Regions from separate parts of the Sus scrofa genome. Here region 1 is linked to region 2. Evidence: chromatin contacts called from public HiChIP or PLAC-seq data. All regions are on one chromosome and are shown on one strand. Each heading gives the region's core, a stretch centred on a gene start, on an enhancer-like site or on the middle of the called end of the contact. The rest is flanking DNA. Distances are from core to core; before and after follow the strand shown.

Evidence for each region. HiChIP or PLAC-seq counts read pairs in DNA pulled down with a chosen protein or histone mark.
Region 1: a contact with region 2 is called in an H3K27ac HiChIP or PLAC-seq map of skeletal muscle. The contact joins the enhancer-like site here to the promoter of HNRNPU in region 2. A contact is called at or near these places in 1 of 5 promoter capture datasets (fetal skeletal muscle), 7 of 47 Hi-C or Micro-C datasets (blood, embryonic fibroblasts, fetal skeletal muscle and 3 more) and 1 of 2 datasets of contacts at active chromatin or transcription factors (skeletal muscle).

Annotation. Positions count from the first base shown.
Region 1 is chr10:17,567,511-17,571,612 of Sscrofa11.1, reverse strand. All of the region lies in intron 1 of EFCAB2 (EF-hand calcium-binding domain-containing protein 2), which reads right to left. Among named protein-coding and RNA genes, the nearest start is that of EFCAB2, 11 kb to the right of the region's middle. Within about 2 kb of position 1,367, at least 2 of the 83 cell types and tissues checked have an H3K27ac peak or open chromatin away from gene starts, as enhancers often do. A contact at or near this core is called in fetal skeletal muscle and skeletal muscle, where this site is marked.
Region 2 is chr10:17,494,792-17,498,888 of Sscrofa11.1, reverse strand. It overlaps HNRNPU (a long non-coding RNA gene), which reads left to right and starts at 1,889. Exons shown (of 16, transcript XR_002336237.1): 1 at 1,889-2,780; 2 at 3,627-3,738; 3 at 3,827-3,900.

The DNA of each region.
Region 1 (4,102 bases), core at 118-2,617, 73 kb before region 2:
GTTGCGGGTTCGGTCCCTGCCCTTGCTCAGTGGGTTAACAATCCGGCGTTGCCGTGAGCTGTGGTGTAGGTTGCAGACGCGGCTCGGATCCCGCGTTGCTGTGGCTCTGGCGTAGGCCAGTGGCTACGGCTCCGATTCAACCCCTAGCCTAGGAACCTCCATATGCCGCGGGAGCGGCCCAAAGAAATGGCAAAAAGACAAAAAAAAAAAAAAAAAAATACACATCCAGTATGATAAGGTAGTCGAAGAATAAAATATCTGAATTTAAGATCTCAGAACTGGAACAATTCTAGATGATGCAGTATACGCTTTGGCCCTGGAAGTGGGCAGCTGAAGTGTAATGGAGAGAAAATCACTGAAACTGAGGTCACATTTGAAAGTTTCCCTCTCATTTCATTATATTGCACAGTTTCTATGAAATTTCATTTACTGATTTCACCTGAAGTTTTTTAATCTCTAAATTCCTTTCACTCTTCTTTTGAAGATTTTAGTGCTTATACTATAATGTAGTTACCAATGCACATCTACTAACCAATCAAAGAGGTACATATCTTCTCGTCCTCGTTACTAATGAAGACCTTAATTTTTATTTTTATTTATTTATTTAGCTTTTTTAGAGCCGCACCCGAGGCATATGGAAGTTCTCAGGCTAGGGGTCAGATCGGAGCTGTAGCTGCCAGCCTACGCCACAGCCACAGCAACACAGATCCGAGCCGTGTCTGCAACCTACACCACAGCTCACAGCAAGGCCGGATCCTTAACCCAATGAGCAAGGCCAGGGATCAAACCTGCATCCTCATGGATCCTAGCTGGGTTTATTAACTGCTGAGCCACGAAGGGAACTCCACGAAGACCTTAATTAAGAGAATTTCAAATCCCCATCTCTTTGACATCCTATTAGACATACTACCACTTTCCCGGTTTATTATCTTGGGTCCTACACAGAAGTATTTAATGTATGTGATAATATTACATTGAGTACAAATGTTAATATTTCAGCTATTGTATCAAAGTTAGTAATAATAATAATCATAATGGGAATTCCCATCGTGGCACAGTGGTTAATGAATCCAACTAGGAACCATGAGGTTGAGGGTTCAACCCCTGGCCTCGCTCAGTGGGTTAAGGATCCGGCGTTAGGTCGAAGATGTGGCTCAGATCTGGTGTTGCTGTGGCTGTGGTGTAGGCCGGCAGCTGTAGCTCCAATTGGACCCCTAGCCTGGAAACCTCCATATGTCTCAAGTGCGGCCCTAGAAAAGACAAAAAATAAATAATAAAAATAAAGTGATCCTGCAGTCTTCTGCATGGGTGGAAGGGAAGTTAGCACCTGTTACTCCAGGGGATGAGAGAGCCAACTGTGTGCCTTATGACTTTCATCCAAACCTCCTATATTTAGCCTCACTCCACACACAGGCCTTCAGAGATGGCTCCTGCCTCCACTCTCAAGCCTTTCCAAGATTTTACAGCTCTGCGTGGTTTGTTTCCTTTTGGCTCCCTCCTCTATAGGCTTACTCTTATTTTCTTTGGTTTTGCGAAGTTAGTTGCCATTCATCCATCCATTTAATAATTTATTATCTCCTCTCCTAATGTTGTTTTAACAAACCACTAATAAGTCCTCTCCTATTCTCTTTGTCAGTCTACGCCTTTCTAAAAATTCCCTTACTGTCATTCTAGTGGGGTTTCAGGAAGGGTAAAAATAATTATTTGCGCTCAATCATCATGTTGAAGTGGAAGTGCCATTCCAGCTTTTTAAATGATGAGGTAGGATTAAATATGTAATTTCCAATCTAAGCGCCTACGCAAATGCAATGAAGATACTCTAAGATATTTTCAATATTTTTAATTCTCTTTTTTTGCTTTTTGAGGTTGCACCTGCAGCATATGGAAGTCCCCAGGCTAGGGGTCTAATCGGAGCTATAGCTGCCGGCCTACACCAGAGCCACAGCAACACAGGATCTGAACTGTGTCTGCGACCTACACCATAGCTCATGGCAATGACAGATCCTTAACCCACTGAGTGATGCCAGGGATTGAACCCACACCTCATGGCTCATGATGGGATTCGTTTCCGTTGAGCCACGACAGGAACTCCTATTTTCAAAATTTTTAGAAGGTTAACAGAAAAATACATTTACTCAAAATAAGACCATACAGGGTGGCATTAAACTTCTTTACTCAATGTGTTATTCCTGGTTCATTGATTCCTTCAATAAATATTTGCAGTGTGACTACTACATTCTACGATTGTTCTAAATCCCACGGATTTAGCAGTAAGTGAAATAGTCTCTGACCTCACGGAGTTTCTACTATAACAGTAGAGATAAACATAAGCAAATGTGTGTCTTACTCTGATCAGAAGCTCAGATGGGTATCTACGTATCTTTCATTAATTACACTTTTTAAAAGAAATGAATGCAATTAGTACAAAAGGATCACAACAAGATACTCATAGAATTTAGAAATTAAATGATGTTTTAGGAGTTCCCGTTGTGGCTCAGCAGTTAACAAACCTGACTAGTATCCATGAGGACAAGGGTTTGATCCCTGGCCTCGCTCAGTGGGTTGGGGCTCGGCATTGCCATGAGCTGTGGTGTGGGTTGCAGATGTGGCTCAGATCCTGCATTGCTCTGGCTCTGGTGTGGGCTGGCGGCTACGACTCTGATTTGACCCCTAGCCTGGGAAGCTCCATGTGCCGCAGGTGCAGCCCTAAAAAGACAAAAAATAATAATAATAATAATAATGTTTAATAACTAGTATGTAACTAGTAAAAACCAACAGAAATGAGATTAAATGAAATCATTTTTCCAAAGGGAGTGGAAGGTGGAGATGAAAGCTGTGTCAAAACTTTTTTTTTTTTTTTTTTTGTCTTTTTTTGCCTTTTCTAGGGCTGCTCCTGTGGCAGATAGAGGTTCCCAGGCTAGGGTCAAATCGGAGCTGTAGCCACCGGCCTATGCCAGAGCAACAGCAACTCGGGATCCCATCCGCGTCTGCGACCTACACCACAGCTCACGGCAACGCCAGATCGTTAACCCACTGAGCAAGGGCAGGGACCGAACCCTGCAACCTCATGGTTCCTAGTCGGATTCATTAACCACTGCGCCACAACAGGAACTCCAAAACATTCTCTTGTTATTGTTTTTCAGCCAAGCCTACAGTCAGGAACCCAGGCCACAGCAGTGACAAGGCCAGATCCTTAACCCACTGTGCTATTAGGGAACTCCACAAGATTCTTAACACAAGACATTCACTGAATATTCATTGTGGCATTATTTATAGCACAGAAAATCTGGAAATGATGTAAATATCCAACAGTCAGGGAAAGCTTAAATGCATTTCATAAATATAATCAATGTAGCTATTAGAAATAATGTTTTTCAGAAATATGACAGGAAAAAGTGCTTATGATAGTAAGCAGAAAAGATGGACATAAAACTATATACAATGTAATTTAAAATCTATAACAAAACAAAATATAAATCTGCCTAGAAAAAAAACCATAAGAAAATATATTAAAATGGCAAACTTTGGAGTGCCTGTTGTGACTCAGTGGGTTCGATCCCAGGAAGATAAGGATCCTCAGTGGGTTCGATTCCCAGCCTCACTCAGTGGGTTAAGGATCCAGCATTGCTGCAAGCTGCAGTGTAGGTCACAGATGCAGCTCAGATGCTGAGATGCTGTGGCTGTGGCGTAGACTGGCAGCTACAGCTCCTATTCAGCCCCTAGCCTGGGAACTTCCATGTGCCATGGGTTCAGCGTCAAAAAGACAAAAAAATGAAGTAAAATAAAATAAAATAGCAAAATTTAGGAGTTCCCTTGTGGTGCAGCAGATTAAATATCCAGTGTTGCCACTGCAGCGGCCTGGAGAAAAAAATGGCAAACTTTACTCTAGATTCTAGAGCGATGGTTTTTAATAACATCTTCATCCTGTGTTAACTTGCTACAAATGCAGATTCTCAGCCCCTCCTCACACCCCGCACTGCCCCCAAATTCTGAGCCAGGTGCCCAGCCACCTAGGGTTTAACTAGCCAGCCAGGTGATATACTGAAGTCTGAGAACTACTGCTCTAGATAATGAGATCATGGGCGAATTTTTCCTTCCTTTT
Region 2 (4,097 bases), core at 640-3,139:
CCGGATCCTTAACCCACTGAGCAAGGCCCAGGGATCGAACCCGAAACCTCATGGTTCTTAGTCAGATTCCTTAACCACTGAGCCACGATGGGAACTCCTATAGCTCTCTTCTCATTTGGAACAAGGGCAAAGAATTTGAAAAGTTCAAATTCCAGTTCATCCCTTGTTTATAAGCTCCAAGGACATTCTAAGCAAAGGCACCATGTGGAAGTTCCTAACTTGGGTGCCATTCCTTCTACTTCTGCTGATTTGAACTAAGAATTTCTAGTATTATACATAGTTCATTAATTTCAAATAAAGTCATTCCACAAATGTTAACATTTCATCTTTCTATATGACGTCACAGTAAAATACATGATTCTTAAAAGCTATTGAAAAGAACTTTAAAATTTATCGGAGTTCCCGGTGGCTCAGTGGTAATGAACCTGACTAGTATCCATGAGGATGCTGGTTCAATCCCTGGCCTCACTCAGTGGGTTAAGGATCTGGCGTTGCCCTGAGCTGTGGTGTAGGCCAGCGGCTACAGCTCTGATTTGACCCCTAACCTGGGAACCTCCATATGCTGCGGGTGCGGCCCTAAAAAGACAAAAAAATAAAAATAAAATTTATCGATCAGTCAAATCATACGACCCAGGGAAGAGAGTTCACATGTGTATTTTTCCAAATTTCAAATTAAAATTGGGGCAGCATTATTCTGCCAGCTAAAGCACCAAGCAGTGTGTAAAGCTGACCTCCTTAGTCAGAGATAAACTAGACTAGAACATTGGCTAGCCCCTGTGCAGATTCTACCGGGTTTAATACTTGTCTCTATCACAAATCTAAATTCTGGCACTGCTACCTAAAACTTGAGGAATGTAACACACGTTTTATTTAGTAAAGAGAAAAATTAAACGTCGAAGGCACACTGAAATAACATTTCTTTTCGGGAGTGATTATTTTCTATTTACAAAATCACAACCCTTTGTTTTGCATAAGCTTTTATTAGGGTTTCAGCATAATTTGGTCCAAAGTATTTCTGGAGACACGGGAATAGAATCAAAGTGTGTGATCTTAGCTGGGTCTCATCCTCATTGTCAGCTACAAGGACTTTTCATAACTGGACGACCAGATCCTAAATTGGAATAAATCTTACAGAAGGTCCGTCTTTTCGGTTGGTAGGTAAAGAAAACACAGAAATGCAATTCTGAGGTTTATTTAACTTCTTTGGCTGACAGTGCCATGACAAGGCCGGCAGAGTACGCTTTGCAGTATGGAGTGGAGGACACGCTCCGGAAAGCAAGCATCTCATCTTTGAAGGCTTGCAGTAGGGGTCGTGGGAGAGACAAAAGAAAGGCCCTGCTTGAGTTTAAAATTCAATCCGCAAGGCAGGACTTAGAAAAATTAAACCAAATATTAAGCGGAAGAAAATCCCCTGCGTATTGTAATTGCCAATTTGTGTTGCACAAATCAAAGCTGAAATACAATTTTAAGGCGTTTTAAACAAATAGCTGGAGAAATAGATAAGACAAATCTAAAATGGAAGAATAGGTGGCGGAGTCAAGTGGAAAAGGCCAGTCTGAGGACTAAAAGCATTTGGACAGAAGGGCTGGAAGGCAAAGAGCAAAACAAGCCTCGACACCAAAGAGCTGGAAAGACCAATAGATGTTGCAGTGGGTCGGTTTAACTGAAGGCGGTTTCCTCCTCCTCCATTTGCTCGGCCCCAATTGGAAGCGCAGTGCGCGGCGCGGCGCCGCGCTCCGGGCCCGCGATTCGGGTGGGGGCGGGAGGAACTGGTGTGGGCGGGGCGGGGCGAGCGCGGGCGCTCCGCCGGCGCAGGGGCGGGGCGGCTATATTACGTGCGCGGCACCGCTCCTGCGAGAGGACGTTGCGTGCTCGCTCGCGCTAGGCGAGTCTCCGCGTCTCCCTCGCGAACTCGGTGAAAGGAATTGGCGCCGTTCGACACCAGGCGGGTCCGCTCTGCAGCACAAACCCACCTCCAGCCGCAGCCGCAGCCGCCGCCCGGGCCGAGCAGCAGCCGCAGCCGCCGCCAGTGGCCGAGTGAGCGGAGTCCAGTTTGAGCCAGCGCCTAGCGGTGAATCGGGGCCTCACCATGAGTTCCTCGCCTGTTAATGTGAAAAAGCTGAAGGTGTCGGAGCTGAAGGAGGAGCTCAAGAAGCGGCGCCTGTCCGACAAGGGCCTCAAGGCCGAGCTCATGGAGCGTCTCCAGGCCGCGCTGGACGACGAGGAGGCCGGGGGCCGCCCCGCCATGGAGCCTGGGAACGGCAGCCTAGACCTGGGCGGGGATTCCGCCGAGCGCTCGGGAGCAGGCCTCGAGCAGGAGGCCGCGGCCGGTGGCGACGAGGAGGAGGAGGAAGAAGAGGAGGAGGAGGAAGGGATCGCCGCCCTGGATGGCGACCAGATGGAGCTCGGGGAGGAGAACGGCGCCGCGGGGGCGGCCGACTCGGGCCCGATGGAAGAGGAGGAGGCCGCCTCGGAGGACGAGAACGGCGACGACCAGGGCTTCCAGGAAGGGGAGGATGAGCTCGGCGAGGAGGAGGAAGGCGCGGGCGACGAGAACGGGCACGGGGAGCAGCAGCCTCAACCGCCGGCGGCGCCGCAGCAACAGCCCCAGCAGCAGCGCGGGGCCGCCAAGGAGGCCGCAGGGAAGAGCAGCGGCCCCACGTCGCTGTTCGCGGTGACGGTGGCGCCGCCCGGGGCGAGGCAGGGCCAGCAGCAGGCGGGAGGTAAGAAGAAGGCGGAAGGCGGCGGAGGCGGCGGTCGCCCCGGGGCTCCGGCGGCGGGTGAGTGCTGCGTGGTTGGTTGCGCGCGGCGGGAGGCCCGCGCGGGGTGGGGACCGTGCCCAGGCCTGCCGGAGCCCCGCTGGGGGAGGGGAGGGATGCCCCGCCGCGGGAGGGCGCCCCCGGGGGGGCGGGGGCCGCGGCGAGCGGGCGGGCGGGGAGGCCGCGGGGAATCCCGGATTAGGCGTGAGGCCTCGGCTCGCAGTGTGACGGCGGCGGCAGCGCCTCCATTATGTGGCTAGAGCGGGAGGGGGGAGCCCGGGGGGGGGGCTGCAGCTGCCGCTGTTGGGGGAGGAGCCGCGGCGGCGCCGCTGCGCTGCGTGCGCGCGGTGCGGGCACATGTCTCCGGGGGGAGGGGAGGCCCGGGGCCCCGGCGGCGCGCCGTGGCGGCTCCGGGCCGCGGTATTGTGCAAGGCGCGCCGGGCTCGGCGTGACGTCACTTCCGGCGGGCGGGGCCGGGCGGGGCTGGCGGCGAGCAGTACAATGCGGCCGCGGGGAGCGCGGGCCCGGGTGGGGGAGGGGAGTGCGGGCTGGGCGCCTCGGCCCCTCCCCCCTTCCTGAACTCTCTCCGGGATACACGTGGGCTCGGGCCTGGGCCGCGCTAGTTTTCATTAGCTTTCTCGAATTTTCGAGGGGACGGGCAAAATTAGCAATGTACTTAGTACTGCGTCACTAATTCCAATCTAGTTCCAAGCCGATTGTTTTTTGAATTCGCGTTTGAATTCTCGATTGAAACTACTTACAAAAATGAATTGGGAAGTCGAGCTTTTTGGAACTTCAAAAAAAAAAGCTTTTTTTGTTTGTTGTTTCGCGACGTGGTGTCTTATAAGGTGGTGTCGTGTATTGTAGGAGACGGCAAAACAGAACAGAAAGGCGGAGATAAAAAGAGAGGTGTTAAAAGACCTCGAGAAGACCATGGCCGTGGATATTTTGAATATATTGAAGAGAATAAGTATAGCAGGTAGAGCATGCTAACCAAGTTTTACTTGTCACCTGTTCTTTAGTTTTTGGTGGGGAAAGCTGTATCAAGAGACAATTCTGTCTTTCAGAGCCAAATCGCCTCAGCCACCTGTTGAAGAAGAAGATGAACATTTCGACGACACAGTGGTTTGTCTTGATACTTGTAAGTGAAGTTGTTTCGCTCCCCTTCCCCAGTTGTCAAATGTGGTTTTTGGTTCCAAGATGTTAGAAAACTTAATGCCTGTAAACAGTTCTTTTAAAAGTAGGAAGATGAGGGCTTATATTCAGATTTTGGTCACTTGATGTTTATTACAGCAGTTGTATTGGTAATTGTATAGGCATTAGCAAATTGATAATTTT